Linked DNA regions of Ovis aries: region 2 is linked to region 1. A link is a contact called in public Hi-C data. All regions are on one chromosome and are shown on one strand. The core of a region is the stretch at or near the end of the contact, and the rest is flanking DNA. Distances in the headings are between cores, read along the strand shown.

Evidence for each region. Hi-C and Micro-C count contacts between places; a contact is called where the count stands out from the background.
Region 2: a Hi-C map of hypothalamus shows a contact between it and region 1, with 3 times the contacts expected there. The contact joins the enhancer-like site here to the promoter of CD58 in region 1. A contact is called at or near these places in 6 of 16 Hi-C or Micro-C datasets (hypothalamus, muscle, omental adipose tissue and 2 more).

The regions. Positions count from the first base shown.
Region 1 is chr1:93,935,607-93,940,047 of ARS-UI_Ramb_v3.0, reverse strand. CD58 (CD58 molecule) reads left to right here and starts at 1,468. Exons shown (of 7, transcript XR_009597210.1): 1 at 1,468-1,559.
Region 2 is chr1:93,983,218-93,987,780 of ARS-UI_Ramb_v3.0, reverse strand. All of the region lies in intron 7 of IGSF3 (immunoglobulin superfamily member 3), which reads left to right. Among named protein-coding and RNA genes, the nearest start is that of CD58, 47 kb to the right of the region's middle. Within about 2 kb of position 2,625, at least 6 of the 54 cell types and tissues checked have an H3K27ac peak or open chromatin away from gene starts, as enhancers often do. A contact at or near this core is called in hypothalamus, where this site is marked.

The DNA of each region.
Region 1 (4,441 bases), core at 219-2,718:
AGATAGAGACACCTTTTACAATTTCATGGCTAATTTAAGAAATAATTTATGGATTCTTACAGTGTAGTTCAAGTATCTTGAGTGGTTTGGGGGTCCCCACCTGAGGATGATGGCAATCACAGCAAGAATAAAGCCCATTTCCACTCTTTCACAACTGGCAAACAGGTTGGTGTTTGTTAGGACAACAGAGGGTCCAGTTCATGAGTCCAGTTCATGGGAGGAGTTTCCTGCCCACATAGTAAGGAAGAGTTCCCTGAGCCTCAGTGGCTGAGCAGAGGTCACTCTGGTGCTTCTGTCTGAAAGAAAAGGAGCTGTCAGGGAAGCCCATGCCAGGAGCTGGTTCTGGGAATACAGTAGTAACTGAGCCTGGGAGCAGGTGGATTTGAGGCAAGAGGACTAGTCAATAAGATAGAGATTTCAAGTCCCTACTGCAGCTCGAGGGACAGAGATTTGGGGAGGCCAAACACTGAGGGAGTGAACAGGTCTGACTCCTCAGCCTGAGGGTTAGGAGGAAGAGTGAAACAGAGCAAATGGAGAAGGGAGAAACCCGAGGCTGGAAATCCCAGCTCTGAGTAGGGGAGTGCTGGGGTGGGAGTCAGTCTTAAGGAAAAGATGACTGCCCTGCAATGAGGAAAGGTAGGCACTTGAGAGGGGTGGGGAGGTTGGGGCTGCACCAGGGAACTGTACACATTCTAGCAGTTGTCTAGCATGTCCCATTTCCTTTCGTTTTAGTATTTGATTGCCTTCTCCGAGTATTTGAGGAAAGAGTGCTTCAAAGAGGCTGTTTTATCTAGAGTCATCAATGGGGCATGTGTGCTACTCGCTCAGTCGTGCCCGACTCTTTGCGACCTCATGGACTGTAGCCCGCCAGGTTCCTCTGTCCATGGGGTTCTCCAGGCGAGAATACTGGAGCGGGTTGCCGTTCCCTTCTCCAGGGAAATTTTCCCGACCCAGGGATTGAACTCGGGTCTCCGGCATTGTGGGCAAGTTCTTCATCGTCTTAACCTGCAGGCAAAACTTCCGCGCTGCTGCAGCTGCTGGAAAGCGCTGGAAGAATAAAGCGCTTCGGAACCTCCGTGTCCCACCGGAGTTCTCCTGTCACCTCCCGCCCAGTGGGACGCAGCTTTCGGGGACCGACAGTCCGATACCTCCAGCTGCGGGGGCGCCTCCATCGCGTTCCTAATGCCAAGGAAAAGTGCGAGAGGAACGAGGATAAACCTGGTTGTAAAAACGCACGCCACTTTTGCTAAAGAGCTCCACAGAGCAAAGCGGGTGGCTGCGGAATGGCAGGAACGACTGGGACCCGAACTTAGTCCGGGAAAAGAGGAAAGGGCCGGCGCCCAGACTGCATCCGGTGCCAGCCCGCCGCGGGGGAGGCGGGGCGCGCGAGGCGGGGCGCGGGGCGGGGAGCGCAGTGGGGCTGGCTCTCCGGCAGGCCCAGGCCGAGTTGTGCGGCTGCGACCCATTAGCAGAAACTGCCTGGACCGCCATGGCCGCAGGGAGTGCCCCTGGGTGTGCCCTGGGGGCCCTTGGACTGGTCTGCCTGTTCCTCAAATTGGGTGAGTGGAGGCCTCCTCCGGGAGCCCACAGGGACCGGTAGCGCGAGGTGTCAGTGGCCCCCGGGCTCCGGGCCCGGTGGACGGGCGCGGCCCAAGGCGGCTGCAAGTTCGGGTGGCGAAGGTGGCGGGGGGCACGCGCGCGGGACCTGGTCGTGTCATCCACAAATCACCATAGGGTGGTCAGTAAGAAACTTGCTCCTCAGGCTCTGAGGTCTGGGAAAAAGAAACCAGACTCCGGCTCGTTCTCCTTCCCTGCGCTCTTCCCTCCCTTTGGGAGTCCTTCTTAACTCCCACGATCCCCGAACCCCGCTTGTCTTCCACCCCGTGTTTTTCTGGAAGGGGTGCCTTTTCTGCGCGACCCCAGTGACTAAGTTACCACTTCCCGAGACGCCATCGTCCAGAACTTGAGCAGATCTTTTTTTTTTTACTGCTTCCGCAGCCCTCGAGCTTGTCCGGGGCGGGCCTCCCCACTGGCAGTGGATCGCGCTGTGTGCGCGCGCGCCGGCTTCTGCGCTGGGATGGGCGCCCCGCGGCCAAAGCCAAGTGCAACCGCGCCTGTCCCGCGGCCGCGCCCTGGGCTGATGGCGGTGGTTCAGAATCGCCTCGCAACAGGAACGAGTGGGCCTCGATTCGGAGTTTCTAAGTAGTGTGGCTGGTGCTGCTTTCCCCTCCCTTCGGAACAGAAAAGGAGGAATGTGTGAGTGTCTAGGACTGTGTTCCTCCTTTTCACACTTCTTCAGTTAAATTGTCACAACAGCCCCATAAGATAGGTATCTTTGTCTCCATTTTTTTACCTCCTCACCCACATCATCAACCTCTTCCCACACAGGCTCGTAGTTAAGTCATAGCCAAACCCCTGGAGCATAGTAACAGCCCCCTTAATTAGTACTGGGAAAATCCCCCTGCTGGCCCTTTAGCACACACATCTGATCAGCCTTTCCTCTCCACTTTGCGTTCAGAGTGTGTTGAGTGCCTGTGGAGGCATGCGTCTATGGAATACAGCCTGGGTGGGGGTCGTCGTGGTGGGTGGGGGTCGACATGTGCTCAAAAGTACCTACAGTGTAAGGCACAGAAGTAAATGTTGTAAGAGGTAAATATAAAGTGCTGCGGGTGTGCAGAGGGAAGAGAGCCACATCTTTGGTGAAATCAAATATCTTTCGTGAAGGAAAAACTTCCTGGAAGGGAGGGTGTGTGAACCTAGCCTCGGAGGACAGGTGGTATCATGCCATGATGTGGGAAAAGGTGCCAGGAGGAGGAGATCAAGAAAGAAAGAGGAGGAGAATGTAGAGGGAAAACTTTGGCAGTAGGGAGCCATCAGTGTCACTGGAGAGTCGGTGTGCCCGTGGGATCTTGAGGCCCCATGGGGGACCCCGAAAGTCCCCTTTGGGAGCTGGGATTCTCTCCTGCAGGCAAAGCAGACCTGTTTCTGGGCCTGACAGGAGCAGACCCATCCACTTAGAATAATCTGGCAGCAGTGAAGAGAAAAGATTGTAGTTGAGAGGGATTGGAGGCAGAGGGGGCCAGGACAGGTACCATCACAGGCGCCAAAGGCTGTGAGGGTTTCATAGGCCAGAGCTGTCAGCACGAGGAAGAAGCACATACCGAGGTTGAACGGATGAGGTAATTCCTTCAGATGTGCAGGTCTCTCCCTGGTCTCAGAAGGCAACTTTGGCCACCACTGCCTGTTGCTATGCTCTTTTCCACTGAAAACAGTCTACCGATCTAGCCACACCTTTTCTAGGAAGACTCTCTAAAAACAGTCCCCTCATGATGGTCTCTCCCACCTAATTCATTTATTTATTCAGAGGTCATTTGGTTCTGCAGACATGAATATTACCTACTCTGAATAGGCTTTGCGCTAAGGAAAACTCTATAGCTCTGCAGATAGTGAGCCCTTTGGGTACCAAGCCGGTCTCAGTGGGGAAAGCTGCCTAACTGACTAACAGTATTGGATCTCAGATCCTGGCCCCGCCCCTCACGGTTAAAACTTCTGTAAGTTACCTCACTTCTCTGTGACTCTGTATCTTTGCCTTTGAAGAGAGAGCAGCACACACGTGAGAGAAAGGATACTAACATCTGCTTCATAGAATGATGGTGAGCATCAGTAATTCAACACATACTTACTGTCAGCTCTATGTCGGCACAGGGAAGCTTACAATTATTAGAGTGGGGGAGAGACAGTGAAGAAAGAAAGCAGTAAGTGTGCAGTTGTTGGGTGGTTGTGAACATTTACTAATACAGAGGTTAGCAGTGCAGAGCAAGGGAAATGGAAGTGGTTAATAGTTCTTACTAATTTTCTTAAATTTTGGAAAACTTAAAATCTTTAGAGTAGTTGTGAAAACAGTACAGTGAACACTTGCATGCCTTTCTCCTTGAATCACCAGTTATTAACATTTTATCACATTTGGTTTACTTCTCTCTCTTTATAGAGACAAACACCCACACCTACCCAGTTACTTTTTCTTGTTGTTTTTTTGCTAAACCGTTTGAGAAATGCAGCTCTTACAACACCTTAACCCTAAATATTTCAACATAGGTCTTGTAAGAATAATATGTCTCCAGGAAGCCCTGGCACCATTTTCAGAGTCAGGAAGTATAGCATGGATAAAAGACTGTTTTCAGATGGGGTCCAGAAGCCAGTCCTGGATCATACAAGTTTGGTACTCACGCCTGTTTGTGCTGTGCTATACTTAGTCACCCAGTCCTGTCCGACTCTGCGACCCCATGGACTGTAGCCCGGCAGGCTCCTCTGTCCATGGCGACTCAACAGGCAAGAATACTGGAGTGGGTTGCCATGCCCTCCTCCAGGGGATCTTCCGAACCTAGGAATCGAACAAGGGTCTCCTACATTGCAGGCAGATTCTCTATCAGCTGAGCTACCA
Region 2 (4,563 bases), core at 1,376-3,875, 47 kb before region 1:
TATCATTTTATTGCCCCCTGAAGAGTTAGGGGACCCAGGATCTGCTCTGAGGGCTATATATTTAACTCTCACATGGCTTACACTGAGTCAGTTTGTTTGTAATTTCACCATGAAGCGAGAACAAGCAGCGACTGGCATGGGAGACTTGGGAGCAAGTGCCCGGGTGCTTGGCCTCTGCTCAGAGCAGCATGGTAATGCACTTGGCTGGCCCTCTGGGGGCCGCAGAGAGCAAGGTGGGAGCTGAGGCTGAGCGTGCGCAGCTCCTGGGAGGGACTGCGGCACCAGAGAGAGTGCATCCCCCTTAAGTGTTCTGATCGCTCCTTATCAAATATTTATGCACTTAGCACTTAATATTTTCCAAAGGGCTTTGTGTTCATTTTTACTCTTTTCCTCACACACCCTGGTTGTTACTAGAGCTTTTATTTGGGGAAGTAGGAGTGGAGAAATTCCAGAGGGCTGGCCACGAGTCAGAGCGTGTATTGGACACTTGGTGTGGATGGGCCTCAGTCGCCTTTCCTGCAGCGTTGAGAAGAAAATACTGCTTGCCCGTTTTATAAATGGAATATCTGAGGCTCCGAGAGATCAGGACTCGCCAGAGTCCAAAAACTGGGAAATAGGGGTGGGAATCCAGGTATGAATGTCATTCAGAAGCAGTTGGGGTGGATGATAAAGGGAGACTTTGGCCTTTTTTAGACCGTATCAGAAATGATCCTTTCTTGAGCTCCCCTGGTGGTCCAGTGGCTAGAATTCTGTGCTTCTACTGTGGAGCCTGTGCTTCCACAGGTTCCGTTCCTGATCAAGGAACTACGATCCTGTGTGCTGCATAGCACACCCCGTCCCAACCCTGCCCCCCCGCGCCAAATCCTTTCTGCATTCAGTTAATCTCATTTACCGAAGCAGTTTCTCTTTGTAGAGTGCTGTGTGGAGGTGTTTCAGCACTGGTGACGGAAGAAGTAACTGCAGTAGTGATAGCAGCTGATCTCTATTGAGCATTTCTTGCGTGCCCATCACCACCCTGAATGCTTTATATGCAATAATGCTCTTCATTCTTAGTCCATGCAGTTCCACGAGGGGGTGCTGGTTTCACCCGTTTTATAGGTGAGGACACTGACACAGAGGGTAAATAAATTACCCAGCGATCCATAATAAGTGGCGGAGGCAAGATTCAAATCCAGACAGGCAGTCTGGCTCCAGAGCCCAGGCTCTTAATTTAATTCTATTATAGTATTGCCCCCGCCCCCCCGCCTCAGGAATCTTCTTTGGTAACATATACTTTGATTTAATCCACCCTCTCTCTCAGGTTTACCATCCCTGAACCCCTTTAGCAGACTGTTAAATTTGTTTTCTTAAACTGGAATCACAAAGTCTCTGTAGAGGTTCCTCCAGACACAATTTGCTCATGGTGAAGGAGTTTAAATTGGGCCTCCTTGAGCACCTCTGTTTCTTCTCACTTCTGCCACCAGATGGCTCTAAGGCCTGGGACACCAGAGCTCAATCCAGTGCTGGCTTCTCTTCTTTTTACTCTTCTTCCACGTCTTGCCTCTCAAACCATGGATTCTTAACCCTGCTCTGGTGTTTTCCACAGGAACATCATCGTCCCCCTGCCCGGCCTTTTAGAAGATGCTTTTGTTGAATATGCTTGTTCTAACAGCATGACGTAGAAACCCAGGGACTGTTGGCTCACTCATGGAGGTCCTTTTATCAGCCCTCTACAGCTGGTGTCACCTGCTCCCAAGAAGACTGTGTGCTTTGTGCCCTAGACCAGTCCTTGTCAGGGCCCCTGACTGACCGGGCCGCACCGCGGCTCTTTGTTTCTTTGAAATCCCTGGCTGGATGGCATGATAAACGTGTGGATCCAATCGCTGACCATTCCCGAGGTGCACTTCATGTTCCAAAGGCACATCCATAAGGGCTTCTTCAAGGAATCCCGTCACCCTTCCTGTCTTGTTGATTTAGCGTAGCCTTTACTACCATTGAAAGCAGATGTGACACCACAGGGGCATTAAGCAGGACTCTTAAGCTAGTTCAGCATATTTGATTCTTAGCTCTTAATCACTTATTTTTCCTTTTAATTTTGAAGCATTGCTTTGCTTCCTTCTGATTTTCTTTAGCACCCAAAATACCCTCCAATTACATATTCCTAAATACAGAAGCAATAAGGGAAATGTCAGCACTCATTTTCCAAATATTTACAACCGTATCTTGGTCTGGCTGTTAAATATTGCGCATTAAAATTGACAAAGCAATAAACAAGCTTCTAGGAGGACAGCCTCCGGTGTAGAAAGCTGACTTGTCAGTGGGTGTATTCTGCAGGGATTTTGCTGATGGGCAGTTGGGATGAATATTTAATACCCTCTGGATGCTGCCAAATCCGTTTTCTCCAATTTCTTATTGCTGACCTGGCAGGTTGGGCGAGCTGAGGGCTCTTTTCTTTGACTTCCTTGAGTCCGGGGCCTGTGACAGTGGCTGTGCCTGTCACAGGCTAGTAGGTGACAGGCTGTCCTGTCCTTCAGAGAGGTTGGCCCCTCCTTTCTTTCAGGAGAACCTGAGGCTCTCTTTCCATCTCGTGTGCCTGTGGCTTCTGCCCAGTGGGTGTTGAGAGCAGGAGCGAGCATGAGAGCAAGCGCCCTGGAGGAGCCCCGGCCCTCCCCCTGTGCCTCGGGCCTGGTTGTCATGGTTACACCGGGTACACCCGTTTGGAGCCAGTGAGCAAGGGTCAGTGCTCTATCTGCAGACAGGTAAGGCAGACAGGGCATGTCTAGGTTACCCTAATTAGCTGTTTCTACCTCCTGACTTTTGCTGGTTTCTCCTTGCCCCTCCCTCCCAGTGCCTTCTACGAGCATGTTTGAGCACCTGCTGTGTGCCACCTTCTGTGCTGGGTGCTGTAGCTGCACTGATGGGTGTGTCACAGGGCTTGCCTCTCAGGCTGGCCAGAGGCTAGTCCAGGGGGTAGGCACAGGGTTGAGCGGAGAATCAGTTTGCATGGGGGTGGGTGGCAGGAAGGAGCAGCACAGCTTTCAGGCTCAGAGTTGTGAGTAAAGAACATCACAAGGGAGGCAGCAGCGTGCTTGTGACTGAAGCCTAGGGTTGGGGAGAGGTTGGGTTGGCAGGGGTCAGGGGAGCCCCACTTCTACAAGACAGCGTGGAGTGTCAGAGTTCATGAAGGTTAGAAGCAAGGACAGAGCAGACAGCCTGGGTTTGAATCTTGGCCCTACCACTTATCAGAAGTATGACTTTGAGCAAGTATTTTTATAGAACTGGGGATGATAATATTTATTGCATAGGTCTGGTGAGGACCAGATAGTTAATATTTATAAAAGGCTTAGAGCACTGCTTAGCACATAGAAAGGCTCGCATAATTGTGTGAAGTAAGAATATTCTAAACTGGGCAGATAAGACTTGGGACTGCACTTATTATGTTCTCCTTTTTTTAATAACAGTTTGTAGTAGTCCCTTTCCTACTCTAAAATAAAATTCATGGAATCCTTAAGAATTGTTGCTGTTGTTGTTCACTGTTGTTCAGTTGCTCAGTCGTGTCCGACTGCTTGCTACCCCATGGACTGCAGCACTTCAGGCTTCCCTGTTTGTCCTTCACCAGCTCCCGGAGTTTGGTCAAACTCATGTCCATTGAGTCAATGATGTTACAATGCCCTTATGGTGGCAGAATGGAGAAATTTTTTTAGTAGTTTGTAATAAAGCAATAAACTCTAACATGTCAGTGCTCGGGGGTGGCGACTGTGGGAGGATCGGTCCCCAGTTCCTGCTGCTGCCAGGCAGAGGCCCTGCTCCCCACCCCCTTGCTCCGCCTGATTGTGTCAGTGCTCGGGGGTGGCGACTGTGGGAGGATCGGTCCCCAGTTCCTGCTGCTGCCAGGCAGAGGCCCTGCTCCCCACCCCATTGCTCCGCCTGATTGTGTCAGTGGTGCCACTTCTGAGCAGCACTGCTGTCTGGACCGGTTTCCAAGATCCTGAGCAACTCGTGAGATAACGCTGAACAAAGCAAAGGAAACCCTTCCCTTGATTTGCCTAGCATATGTTAAAGCTGTGGAAAAAAACAAAAAGTATCGTGCTGATAGCAAAATGAAAAGTGCTAGGTACTAGCCACCAAGTTTTCACTTCAATTAATGTCATGTGAAAGTCACACGAGACACGAGGCAGAGACCTCTTGCAGAGTCAACCCAGGTTGGTTTACAGAATCTACTGGCTTTAGGCCATCTCATATTCTGTACCCTCCCTCCGCCGCCCTCCCCCAACCTCAATTTCCCTGGTGTCCCTGAGAGCATTGCTGTCCTGTTGAGAACTGCAATGTGGGGAGCGACAGGCAGGCCCTAAGCTGGGAGCAGCGAGGTCCTGTCTGCAGCCTAGGAGGCTCTCCCTGGTGAGACTGAGGCTGGAGTATAAGGTCTGAGAAGGAGACAGTTAGGGGCTCAACCAGTATGAGCACGGGGAGGGAAGGGAGGGATGCTAAGGTGGTATTAAGGCTGTAGGGACTCTAAGGTGTGGTAACTGCTGACTAGCAGGTGCCTTTGCCCCCTCCTTTCTGTTTATGGGGGTTGGGGGAAGT